Regions from separate parts of the Arachis hypogaea genome. Here region 1 is linked to region 2. Evidence: chromatin contacts called from public Hi-C data. All regions are on one chromosome and are shown on one strand. The core of a region is the stretch at or near the end of the contact, and the rest is flanking DNA. Distances in the headings are between cores, read along the strand shown.

Evidence for each region. Hi-C and Micro-C count contacts between places; a contact is called where the count stands out from the background.
Region 1: a contact with region 2 is called in a Hi-C map of an unstated tissue, with 4 times the contacts expected there. The contact joins the promoter of LOC112702273 here to the enhancer-like site in region 2. A contact is called at or near these places in 3 of 8 Hi-C or Micro-C datasets (leaf and an unstated tissue).

What each region holds. Positions count from the first base shown.
Region 1 is chr7:7,130,788-7,137,721 of arahy.Tifrunner.gnm2.J5K5, forward strand. LOC112702273 (E3 ubiquitin-protein ligase BRE1-like 2) reads left to right here and starts at 3,479. Exons shown (of 20, transcript XM_025753244.2): 1 at 3,479-3,602; 2 at 3,771-3,885; 3 at 4,489-4,650; 4 at 4,857-4,944; 5 at 5,012-5,242; 6 at 5,398-5,565. The coding sequence starts at 3,787.
Region 2 is chr7:7,004,939-7,011,754 of arahy.Tifrunner.gnm2.J5K5, forward strand. No RefSeq gene overlaps it. Among protein-coding and RNA genes, the nearest start is that of LOC112702269, 21 kb to the left of the region's middle. Within about 2 kb of position 3,778, at least 3 of the 3 cell types and tissues checked have open chromatin away from gene starts, as enhancers often do.

The sequences.
Region 1 (6,934 bases), core at 2,229-4,728, 130 kb after region 2:
TCGAATTAGTACGAGAACAAAATTATGGTAAATCGAAACAGATTGTGTCGAATTACTTTGTGAATCACATGCATGCATAAATGGAGTCATAGTGATTCGATTTACTATGGATCACGTTACATGCATAAGTCGACTCATACTATTTCGATTTGCATGTTTGCATAGTAATATGACTTATCCTGATTCAATTTAATAGAAAAATGAATAAATCAAATAAAATTCGTTCGATTTATATAGAGACGTGCATTTAGAAGATCCATGTAACATTTTTTTAGGTAATTTGTGTAATTTAGGATAACATATAGTTTATTTTTGCGTTTTGCTCTACTTTTAATATTTATATAAAAATATAATTATTATTAATTAATTACATATTTAAATTAATTTTTAATTAATAAAATAAAAAAAACACATTAACTCTTAAAATAATATTAATGTCAAAAATGAAAATATTTTCTATTATAAGATTAAAGGTATGAATAGCGAAGTTTTGATATATTTGCCTGTGATAGTATCCGGGGCAGCTATCATCATGCCTATCATTTATTTATTTATTTATCTTTTTGGATTTTTAAGTGCATAGTATCTGCCTTGCTCAAGCCATATAATTATTTGAGACCATAAAATTCCCTGGCATGATTTGATCGAGTATCGAATTTATAAGATACCTTATAAACTACCTATTGATAAGAAAAATATTAAACTTCGGTTAATTGTGAACATAAATTGTGTACTTAAAATTCTCAATTTTGTCTTTTTCTTATCTAAGAAGCACATACACGATTAAAATCTTGATGTATTTATGTTGGACACGAATACTCTTAAGTCTTACAATAAATTAAATACATAAGTTTAGATAGTTTATACTAATGAATTATAACTCAAATAATATAATTTTTTTTATATTCATAAAAAAAAGTTTAGATCGTTTATGTTTATGTCTATCATTCTTTTGTTTTTAAATATATATATATATATATGTATATATATGCAGCCATATTTTAACAACAAATATTTTTAATCATTTTAATATTATTTTATTATTATTATAATAATAAAATATTTATTATTTATATATTTTATTATATTATATTACATAACGTATTTTATATCATATCTTATATTTTATAAAAATATTATGAGTATATATCAATTTTAATTCTTAAAGAATTTTAAATTAGACACTTTAGTCTCTAACTAAAATTAATTTTTCGATTGGTCCTTAACAATTAACTCCGTTAGTCACTTAGGTTCTTTACTCTGTTAACTCTAACGGAGGACAAAATAGTCATTGACAACTCTAACAGGAGACAAAATGGTCCCTAATCTCCTCTATTCGGAAACGACACTGTTCTCTTCCAATTTCTATCATATCTCGTATAACACTAATAGTCTAACACTGTAACTTCAAACTACACAATGCACACTCTATAAATTTAATGTTCACAAGAAAAAAAGATCTTCAACTTGTTCTCAACCAATTCATACTCAGGAAACTAATGCATATGTCTCTTAACTAGTTGTCGTCTTCAATGGATCTCATGAATCTATACAGCAAGTCTGATTTGTTAAGACCTGTCGTTGTCGTTGCCATCTCCCTCCTCCTCTGCCCTATCATTTTCATGACCACATTATCCACCACTCCGATCGCTTCCTTCAGCTTCTTCTCCGAACCAATGTTCAGTAATCGCTTCAGTTTCCATATGAGTGGCAACGGCGACATTACTCGTTGTACTGATAGCTTGGATGCGAGGTTGAAGCTGTCTGCCAACTTGGACTCCGGAAAAGAAGGAATGAAGCACTCAGTGTCTATTTCAAATGAGAATTTGAAAGTGGAGAAAGGCGTGCCCTTGGAGTAGTTGTGGAACTTGGTCTTGAGAATGTCGTGGACGTTGTCGGGGTTGGAGGTGATGTTATCGAAGACGTGGAAGTGGATGCTTTTGGTGGGTAAAGTGTAGAAGAGATGGATATACTAGTCATAAAAATTTAGGAAGTGTGTGGTCCATGACATGTTGAGGTAGGTGCGATATGTGTAACAATTACACCATGGTTTAATCTTGGAGTTAAAGAGGAAGAATGAAAAGATGGAAAAGAAGACTGTGAAGGTGAAGAAAGAGAGTATGAATGTTAGGGTTATGTGAGATATGATAAAAATTAGGGAAGAGCAATGTCGTTTTCAAATAAAGGAGTCATGAATCATTTTGTCACTTGTTAAAGTTGTCAGGGATCATTTTGTCCTATGTTAGAGTTTTCAGGGACCATTTTGTCTTTCGTTAGAGTTGATAAAACCAAGAACCTAAGTGACTAAGGGAATTAATTGTTAGGGACCAATCGAGTAATTAATTTTAGTTGGGAACTAAAATGTCTAATCTAAAATTCTTTGAGAATAAAAAATGAGTATATACTCAAATATTATATTGCTGTATTCGTATGTCGTGTTTGTATTGCATGTCACATTTATGATTTCGAGCTTTTTGTTTTGTTTTTTTTAATAGGTAAATATATTTTAATAATTATATTTATTTTAGTTTTTATATTTATTTTAAATTAAATAGAAAATTTTGTAGAGTGTAGAGTGTAATTGATGTAAAATGTATAGAAATTCGAAACCAATAGCCAAATGATTCTTCGAGATATTGTCTTTCTTTTAGATTTGTTCACACACCAAAATCATATATGAACTAATATAATTATCATGTGACAATTTTTTTGCTTTCATAAATGATTTTAATTTTCATTTATGTAAAAAAATTTATATAATTATTTAATTATTTATGTATTTAGATGATATTTTAAATAATAATTAAAAAGTTAATTATTTTTAATAATATAATAATATATGGTTAAATTTTTTATGATGACAATTCATGAAAATTAAATTTTTAATAAACACAATAACAAATATATTAAAAATTAAAAATTTGTTTGTTTATTATAATAAATTTTTAAATTAATAACGTTAACATGTATATTCATGCTAGCTAAATTCATCTAAGTTTTATTTAAATTTTGAAATTCTTATATCTTTATTCTTTACTAGCTAAATTATGGATGGAATGTAATTATTATAAAGTTGTGTACCCCTCAAATTTTTATTGGCTTTCTCCCATCTTAAGATAATATATATATATATATATAGATTTTACATATTTTAAGAATTTAAAATGTTTAATTTTTCAATACAAACTTTTTTACATTTAATACTTTAATTATAAAATAAAAACCCACGTGTAAATATAAAATTTTTTGTTAAAAATTATTAGATGATTTAATTTATTTAACTAAATATTTTATATAAAAATAACTGTATATGAGTTTTTATTTAATTATAATTATAAAAAAATTATTAGTTAAATGATTTTTTATTTATCTTAAAATAGTTAAATTGCTACTAATTAACGTTTCTTGTACCTTCCAAAAAAATATTCGAGTTTTTTTAATTTCCTAAACAAAACTCAGTATTTTTTTCCTTTTTTAAAATTTAACATTGATGTGAAATTTGAAGTTATAGTACAAGCGTCCACCACCTCAAACTCAAAAAAAAAAAGAAAAAAAAAAAAGAAAAAGAAAGAGCTGAACAGTGTGGAACCGCTTTCTTCTGAGTGAGTGTATTTTTGATTTTTTGTGCTGTGTTTTCTCATTTCTGTTCTGTGTCTCCGTTTTCATGTCTTCTTTTTTCCTCAAAGGAACGAACTTGATAGGAAGCCATGATTCTGTGTTGTTTTTCTTCCTCCTAATGATGTGTGTTGGGTTTTTGTTGAGAATCTCAGAAATCGTTAAAACCAAATGGAAAACTCAGACCACAACGAACCCGAAAAGAAGAGGCCTCACCTCACTTCCGTTTCTTCTCGCGTGGCGCGAAACTCTCCATCGAACAACAAAACCGTAACCCCTTTTCCTCTCTCTCTACATATTTTTCTCTGTGTTTTGTATGCACACTGTGTGTTTGTTTTTATGTCTGTGTGTTTGATAGTCTGATTCTGAATTTCAGTGTTTTACATTGTATTTAGTGTGATATTGAGTTCTTAGAGCTGTTTGGTGCTGAGGGATTTTGTTTTATGGTCAAGTTGTGATCTTTGGGACAAAGGGATGGTGAATTTCATTGTGTTTGATACTAACTTGCTGCAGGGTAGGGCTGAAAGACTAGTAACAAGGTGAAGTGTCTTATGTGTTATGTTTTTTTGTGTAATTTTTAATTGGATGATGGAGTTTTGGGATTCAAAATTGAACATTCTTGTTATGCTTGATCTTTGTGAGAGGGATATTTCAAGTCATTGATATTTGAACATATGCATCTGCTATGCAGTTTATGGAATTTGAGGTTACTGGTAAGATTTTTAGAGGTTAAAACGCTGCCTTGTTTCTTGTTCCGTGAAATGACAACTCTATCTGTGGCAATAGGATATTGGGACTCTAATTTTTGGGTTTGTTGTGAATAGTTTTCGAGTTTTTCTTGCTTAATGGGAAATCATTGTGTTTTTTATACAGGCTGATGCTGGAGTCTTACAAGCACAGAACCAGCAGCTCGTTCAAAAGATTGACATCCAAAAGCGTGCTTTGCATGACCTTGAAGAAAAAATTAGAGAGTTAAAAGAGCGGCAAAATACCCATGATGATTTGTTAATTGCAGTGAACCAATGTTGGATTCAGGTTATTCCTTATTGTTACGCTTCCACTCTATTGTTCATCCTATTTAATCAGTTTTATTTTTCTTTCGCCTTTTGAAATTAATGCTTCCATAGAAGATAGGGCATGTTCTGCTGGCCATGTAAGAGAGGGGGGAATGGCAAGGCACTTTTTGCGATATGCCTCTAGCATATTCACATTGGGCTAACTTCATAATTTTTTCCCTCTAGTTGTCTGATGATCTGACTCTTCTTGGTGTACGAGCTGGTAGAAGCAAAGATGCATTACAAACACTAGATTACCATAATAACCGTCAAGGTACCCCACACATTTTTCTTGTAGTATGAACAAATTTCAAGGGACTGACATGAGTTAATCTCTCTAGGTTCACTTCCTTCATGCCCTGCGGAGGATATATTTCTGTGTAGATTGATCCAGAAAGATTCTGTTGGTGGAAACAGTATTGGTGAGAGAATTAATTATGTTGAAGAAAGCCTTGCTTTACGCCGGTCATCTACGTTAGAGTTGTTGAAACTCCTTCAAGATACCATGGAGGCTCAGATGGAAAGAATTGACAGTATAGCCCAGGTTTTGCATGGCGAGTTATCTTCAGAAGGTCAAAAACATTCGATATGCATCCAAATGTTTATTTATTTATTTTTCTTTTTAACGATTGAATCTTTATTTCTCTTCCAGATATAATTGATGTAGGAATTTAAGAGAAAATTTGTATAAATGATCTGTTAATGTTTACTCATTGCTGGTTTTCAGATGCTATAATTCAGATGTCTCAGATTGATGACATGATGAAAGAAGAGGAAAGTAATTTACGTGAAATCATTAATGCTCTCAATGATTCACATAAAGAGTATACTATTGGAATTCAAAGTTATATCAGTTGGTGCTTACAAGATCAGTCTGAAGTTAAACGCCTTGCAGGTTTTGATGTTTTTCATTTTGTGTTTGGTTTTAACTTCTTCAGTTACTGTGAAGTCTATTATTATACATCTATATTTTTAGGGTGCATTTGGATGTATTTTTCAGCAAAAGATCACCTTTTTCTGTTTGGCTAAAAAAAGAAAAAATAATAGATTTCACCATTGTGGAACACAGGGAGGTTCCTTTTGTTAATGGCACCTTTTTAGTTAGTTATATTAATATATGAAAGTTAGATTTGCAAATATATGGTTTAAACTCTGATACGGCTTATGATAGGGAACTTTTGCGTCATTTGATCCATGCAGCTAACTTCACCTAGTTGGACAAAGTTTAGTTGTTGCCAATGATGAGTGCTATTGATATATGGCATATGTGTAAACCTGAATTTGGTTCTTTGAGTTTTATTTTTTTAATCGTGAACCATCTTTCTGAAAGGCAACACAATAGATTTTATACCCCTCATGCTATTGTCCACCAAGCTTGATGCTGTGGGCAGTGCTCAATCCCACTTTATCTTGTGCTGAATATCAACCTTTTATCTAAGAATGGTGGTGTCAAAGGTCTAACTCTAGACCACTTGCTCATAGAGGCTTTTTATCACCTTCTGAATTATTCTCTGAAAAGCCTAAATTGTTAAGCGATAGAACATGAATGATTTTTATATTTAACACTCTTTAGAATAATGTTTATTTCGCACACGATAAATAAAATGTTAAGTCTAACAAGGTATTTGCTTGCTTTTCCATTAATGGAATGAAAATAAAATTGTGGGGTTGGCTTGGAAAGGGAAGGGATTTCGAAAGTGAAAACTAGGTTGATGCAACTCTTTTGTGTGGTGAGGTGGCATGGCCAGAACATTGAAGTGATGTAAATATTTATTAGGAAAAATGCCTATAAATCAGCATATAAAATCAAATCATTAACAAAACAAAATTTAGGTAATAAAAGTACATCAAAATCAGTTAGCATCTGACATATACATCTAGGGTTGCAAACTTCTAGTGGCGGCAGCTTCTGGTTGGTCGCGTGTACACGACGACGGGTTGGTCAGTCAACTGGTGTGTAACGTACCAGCAGCCTCTGGTAGTAGTAGTAGTAGTTATTATTATTATTATTATTATTATTATTATTATTATTATTATTATGTGACAAGTAAGAAATGTAGGGTTTTCTCTACTTAAAAGGTTGATAAGGGGTAGATAAATTGAACACCCATTCAGATTCGATATCTGTTGGCTAATACATATGTTAACGTTTTTAAGTGAGGATAAAACTAAGATTTGAAACCATGAGGTCTAACACGCTGATAGTTTGGGCGTTCAATGGTTTCATGACCTGATGTCTTAGATTTATGCAGAGATGTATTTAT
Region 2 (6,816 bases), core at 2,528-5,027:
AAAACTATAAAAAAAATTACCTCTAATAATGGCGGCAAAATAGTGGAAGCATGGTGGTGACAGGAGGCAACAATGAAACCTACAGTGGTGAAACTAGGGTTTAGTAATATAGCAAACAACCAAAAAAAATGGAGAACAACCTTATTTTGGCGCGGTGGACTTCAGCACGGTGATGGTGACGACCTCCAATCGACGGCAAGAAACACCAACAGCGGCGGCATGGTGGAGGCTTTCCACAGAGATTCCAACAGTAGTGAGGACGACGATCTACGACGACAATGTTACTTACCGGTGGCGCATCCTTTTTCATTGTACCAGAGAGAGAGAGAGAGAGAGAGAGAGAGAGAGAGAGAGAGAGAGAGAGAGAGAGAGAGAGAGAGAGAGAGAGAGAGAGAGAGAGAGAGAGAGAGAGAGTTTTATCCAAATTTACCATCGTATTTATCGGTGGAAAAATTCAACGTTAAAGTGTTCGTCATTGCCTAAACAATGTGTTTTAATAAATGATGTTATTGTTGGATGAAAAATCTTAAGATAAATTTGGCGCTAATAAAATTAATTTTTACGCCTTTATTTACCGTCATATTTAGCGTTGGAATTTTAAATTTGACTGTAACTTATTCGAAGGACGAATTTTTATACGAAAAAGCATTCGTAGGATATATAGAGGTAGTGGTAACTGAGGAGATAGATGTTTCACACACAAACCAATTAAGTCTTTGTACGTTTGCTAATCACTTTTTTATTTTTTGTTTTTGCAAAGTCTTATGAATTGCACCAACTTTTACTGTGCAAGTGTGTTGTGTACGAGGTTCTCCACTTTGATATTGGGTCGGTAAATCAAGGTTTCACTTTTACATCATCATCACTTAATTTGTTTTTCAATGGTTAAAAAAAAGGGGGCAAAAGAAAAGAAAGTGAGATCAGAGAAGTATCTATATAGTTTTATAGTTTGGTCTAAAACTATATGATTATGTTTGAAAATGTTGAAAGTGATAGATGGGAATGACTCATAATTAAATTGAAAGGAAAAAAGAAAAAGTTCGAAATGGAATGGTATAGAATTATTTCGTATATGGACATGTAAAAGGTTTAATAAAGAAACAAGAAATTTATATAACAGGCTAAAACTATTCAACCCCATATACCTGGTATATATGCTAACCTTTCACCCCCATATTATTATGTGATATATACTAAATGTCATTTAGTACAATATATTAATAAACTATTGATTATCACTTACAAATTTCCAGTTAAGACCTAAATAAAATGACTTCAAATATAAATTAGTTTTCAAAGATTTTGGAGATCAAAACAAATGATATGCTTATACGCTATTTTAATTTAATGCTAAATTGAACCTTCAATTCACGGTCCTTATGAATGTGACCCTTAACTTGATGCTTGAAAAAGTTGCTCATTTTCTTGACCTTCGAATTCATGTTGGCAATGATAATAATTTACCTCAACTTAAAAAGTTCATTGACTTATTGCCAACTGCCTTATTTAAAACAAATAAATAAAAAGATCTAACTTTTTTTCTTTCTTATTTTTATATTTTTTATAATTGTCTACGGTATTCTTTAGTCTATTAGACTAAAGATTATTTTGTCACGAATCTGAACTCCATTTAAAAATATATTATTGTCTAATAAATTATTATATACAAAAAAAAAATTGAAACCATTCCATACTTATTTAATCGGACGAGTGAATTGACCAGTCTACGAACTTAAATTGGTTTTCTATTTTCATACTTTAATTTTAGTCATCTCGTACATGCGTGGGCCTCAATGTCGGCTTCTTCACTATTTTAGGACTCTATTTCAACTGTTGACCAAAAGCAACTAAGAAAGAAACTAACTAAATGACTACCAAAAAAAAAAAAAAAAAGAAACTAACTAAATTCACAAATTAAAAGATAATAATTATTTAGTACTATGTTTTTCAAAGACATACTTTGCAGTTTAGAACATGGCGTGGATGGTGTTTTGTTTATGATGACGAGCATTTTGGCAATGAGATGCTATATCCAAAGTGAGATGGCTTTCCTGAGGAATAAACGTTAAAAGTGATAATCTTTGTGGGATTAGATAGAATGAATGTAAGAGATTTTAGAAATACGAATGAAGTGCATTGAATAAAAACAATAAAACATTTCCTAAAAAGGATAGATCTTTGACTAGCTACAGCCTCATCTTGATGGTATATTTGGTTAAACTATATGAGTATATATAGTTTCATTTGTCTGATTTTGACCAATAAATATATTCCAACATTATTCTTTTATTTAAGCATTTGATTTTCACAGAAATAATATTCGACAGGAATAGAACAATCGATCTAGAGTTAGTTATTAGTAACATCATTGACAAGTAATTTATAGTAGAATCAATTATTCGTTTGTTAGGCTATATTTGGTTAGTGATGAGTAGAATTAGATTAGACATAAACACAACCAGAGACAATTTTTTTAGCTTCTTTGATAGCTAAGTAGGTAACAAAACACAAATATAAATCCTATCAAAATGATAATATTTTCTTCTAAATGAATGATTGCTGATGTTGTTACTCAGATCTGTTGAGATATGTTGTGATTTGTTGTTAATTGTATATTTGTGATATGTTTTGTTGTTTAATGCTGATATATTGTTTAATATGTTGTTGTGTTGTTCATCATCTGGTGAGATATGTGACGCCGTCTTAAATTTAATATGAATCAGTATAAAATTGATTCGAATGATTAAAAATTTTATTGGGTCTAAAATTGAAAAGGAATTAAAAAATGAATTCAGGTATAATTTAGGGTCGGATTTAAGTTGAGTTAAAATTAATTTCACTTTATCTATGAACACTCCTATGACAGATAATATGAAAATAAAAAGAAGAGAGGAGACGAAAAAACAAAGACAAATATAAAGATAAAAAGAATAGAAAAATAAAATAAAGTCAACAATCATAAAAAAATCAGATAACAAAATTTATAATACTACTATTATGTCTAATAAAAAATTTTTAAAGTATATCGGTATATTAGTATTTCAATAATTTTTAATTATTGATCTTAATTATAAAATATATATAATATATATAATTAACATCAATAATTAAAAATTACTAATATACTAATATATTTAAAAAAATTTTATATTATATTAGTAAAGTATATTACATGACAATATACATCTAATGTAAATATAAAACTGTATGTATATTAACAACAAATAAAAGTTAAATTTTTAATGTATATATATGTCCAACTGGAATCATTTTTGAAAATTTTTTTAAAAAATAAAATATTGTTAAAAATTTAGAGTACCCCACTTAAATTTTGAGAATCAATTTAAATAGATTTGGATCATCTAAATTTTAAATTTTATTTTAAAAAATAAAATGTAATCTTTTATTTTTTAATAGTTTTTTTTATATTTTTTTTAGTCTCGTTTATAAAATAAATGATAAGAGGTCATATTTTATTTTCTAAAATAAAATTTAAAATTTAAAAGATCAAAATATAATTTAAATATTTACCCATTGTATTATTTGCATTGTTTAGTGTACAAGACTACTAGCTAATTGTTTGTTAGTTAAAGCGTATCAACATAATATTAAAAGTAGTTTAGCTCATAAAATAGAGTTAACTTAGTTCCAAGCCTATGAAGCAAAGCAAAGCAAAGCACATGGAATCTATAGATTGTAGTAGCGTATGTATGTAGCTAAAACTCTGAATAGGGTCATCATGTTTGTTGACTTTCCAACCCTTCCACTGTTGCGCGAGTCCACCTGATGCCTTCCGTGGATCCAATCAAATCTTACTCTTTTTGAAGAGTAGGCCATCTCAACACGTGTCTAGACACAAGTGGTTAAATTGGAACTGTTACTACGTAACGCAGGACCACGAAATCTTACGTTGTCTGTGTCGTGAGAGTGAGAGTTACATGACACTGCATTAGCCTCGATTGCCGTACCGCATTGGCTGCGTATCAGACGCTAATTTCTTATGGGACTCACTCAATCCCTACATTTTCTTTTTCCTATTTTTTCTTTTTCTTCTTCTTTCTGTAGACCGGATTTTTTCATGATACATTTGTTAGAAATATTTGTTAGCAAATGTGGTCGAGAGGAGAACAAACTATATCCCAAATAACATAATTTTTTATATTTATTTAAAAGTTGTAAGTTCGAACCTTAATTTTAATTTAAAAAAAAATATATTTGAGATAAATTTTAAAGTAGTTTCTCAAATTATATTTAAATTTTATAATAATTTCTAAAATTAATAGTTATTCATATGTATTTTTAAAATTACACTTTAGAATTTAAAGTCGTTTTTCTAATATTTTTAAAATTATCAACTAAGCGCCATCAAAAAATTGAGGTAGACTCCTTTTTAACATGTTGGCAAGTCGAAAACGACATAATATTTAATTTGGTGCTTAATTTGGGCCAAACGACGTCGTTTCATGGATAAAAGCTTATTAATCGTTCACTTAACTTAACGTTTTTTCTCTCTTCCAAAACAGAAATATAAACTTCTTCCTTCAAAACTCTCTCTTCAATAACACTACTCTGAGTGACATTGCTACAGTGTATTCCTTCAAAATTCTACTGATTTCTACAGTTAGCTTTTTCGTCGTTGATATTTGTGAAAAAAAAAATCAAATAGAGTACTTATATTTACAGACAGTGTCTATATGTTTTCGATTTTTACAATTGATTTATGGACTCATCTTAATATCGATAGAGATTCCTAATTTCCTATGCATCTTAACCTATGCTTACAGTCGTAAGTTTTTTAATTTAACAAATATTATGTTATTAGGAATGGGAGGTGGCTGTTGTGGAATTGATACCTTGGGTTCCATTATTATTGTTAATTTGTTATTATTGTTGTCACCAGTATTATTTCCTCCATTTTTATCCTAGCTTTCGATCCATTATCATTACCTCTTCTACCTTCTACGTAGCCGTTGTTGCAAATCTCCTCCAATTTCAAACCAGCATCACTTGATTATATGTAAAACTCATAGAGTTTTGATTAGAGCATGAATTGTTCGAACTCTCGACTGCATTGCTTGCGCTGGCTATAGCCATTTAAATTTAAAGATGGAAAGAAGAAGGTCTGCGAGTTTAGAGAAGAGAAGAAAATGGATGTAGATAATGGTCTTCAATTTTGCGGATTAGGATTTTTAAAATTGATTCAGAGACTAAATTGTCATCAAAATATTTTCTTTTTCACATCACCTATTCGTTATTTTGCAAATGTGTCAAAAGAGAGTTTACTTTAGCTCTCCGATGGCGCCTAATTGATGGAAAATACTTGAAGGACGATTTTAAGTCTCGGAGTACAACTTTAAAAATACATATGAGTAACTATTAATTTTAGGAACTACTATGAGACTCGAATATAACTAAAGAGACTACTTTAAAGTTTATCTCAATATGTTTTGATATTGTAAAATATTGTCTAAAATATACACATTGTATTTTAAAAATTGACAGTATATTTTTTATAATTGATAATGCGTATCTGTAGATTATATTTTTACGAATAAAAATATTTTTTACAATATACTTTAATTTCTATAAATTAAAATACTTTCTGTAGATTGTATTTTATAAATAATATTTTTTATAAATACTAAATTATCAAATATTTAAGCGATTTATCAATATTAAAATAATATATAAAAAAATTAATCACATTTGTTCTACTTCTTCCGTTTAAATAATATTTCTTCTAGATATTGAATAAATTTGATAAGATTGAGAATACTTATTGTTGATATCAATATTATTCATAAACAAACCAAATTCTTAAAAAAAAAAGACAAAAAGGAGGAATATAAAACCATATATACTTTCCCTATCAATATTCTATTAATTCTATTATAAAACATTTAAGAGAACAATAATTTATGAATATTAACAGTGTTGGAGGAGTGAAAATAAATCTTCCAGTGCTAACAAATTATTTTGAAATTAAATAAAGGAATTATTACAAATATCTTTTATTTTTGATAAATTAGAGGAGTGAAAATAAAACTTCTTCTACTCACCTCATATTCTCTAAAGATGCTTTGCCTTGGTTTTCTTGATTAATGGAAGCAAGAGTCATCTTATTATATTATTTTTTAATGACATGACCAAAGCAATAACATTTGCCATAAACTAAATTTAAGTGCTCATATTCAATAGAATATACTATTTTATCTATTTTGATTTTAATTATCACACACTTTTATATACTTGTCCCACTTTGCAGATTTAATTGCTATATCAATTCGGATTGAAATGTTTACTGTTACATCAATTTTCATTATGGTCTCTTTTTGATAGAATTTGATATTTAAACTTGAGATTCTTATCCATATACCAATATAATTCCAAAAGATTCTTCACATGATACAAACTCAGGATTCTAAGATTTCACCGCCACATAATGATTTGCAATCATCCATAGTCTACCGAAAAGAATTCTCTTCCTATCTTTTCGCAGGTCGAACTTGATCAAAAAATACCCAAAGTCAATATCTAAAATTTCGTAACCTCCCTTCGTCTTCCAAACACCCTTGTACTTATGAACTATAGCCGTATAACTAAAGTTGTTATCCAAAACCTTAATTACAGTGGTATCTAAATACGGCATCGCCAATACCTTTCTCGCTTTAAGTGTGAAGGTATTGGAAATACTTTGTCATAAATCTTCGATGATTCTTCACCTGCTATTATTCTATAATATCAAGCATCTATTTACTAATTATTTTTTAACTAATAAAAAAATTGTTTGATAATTTTTAAATTTTAAATTTTTTA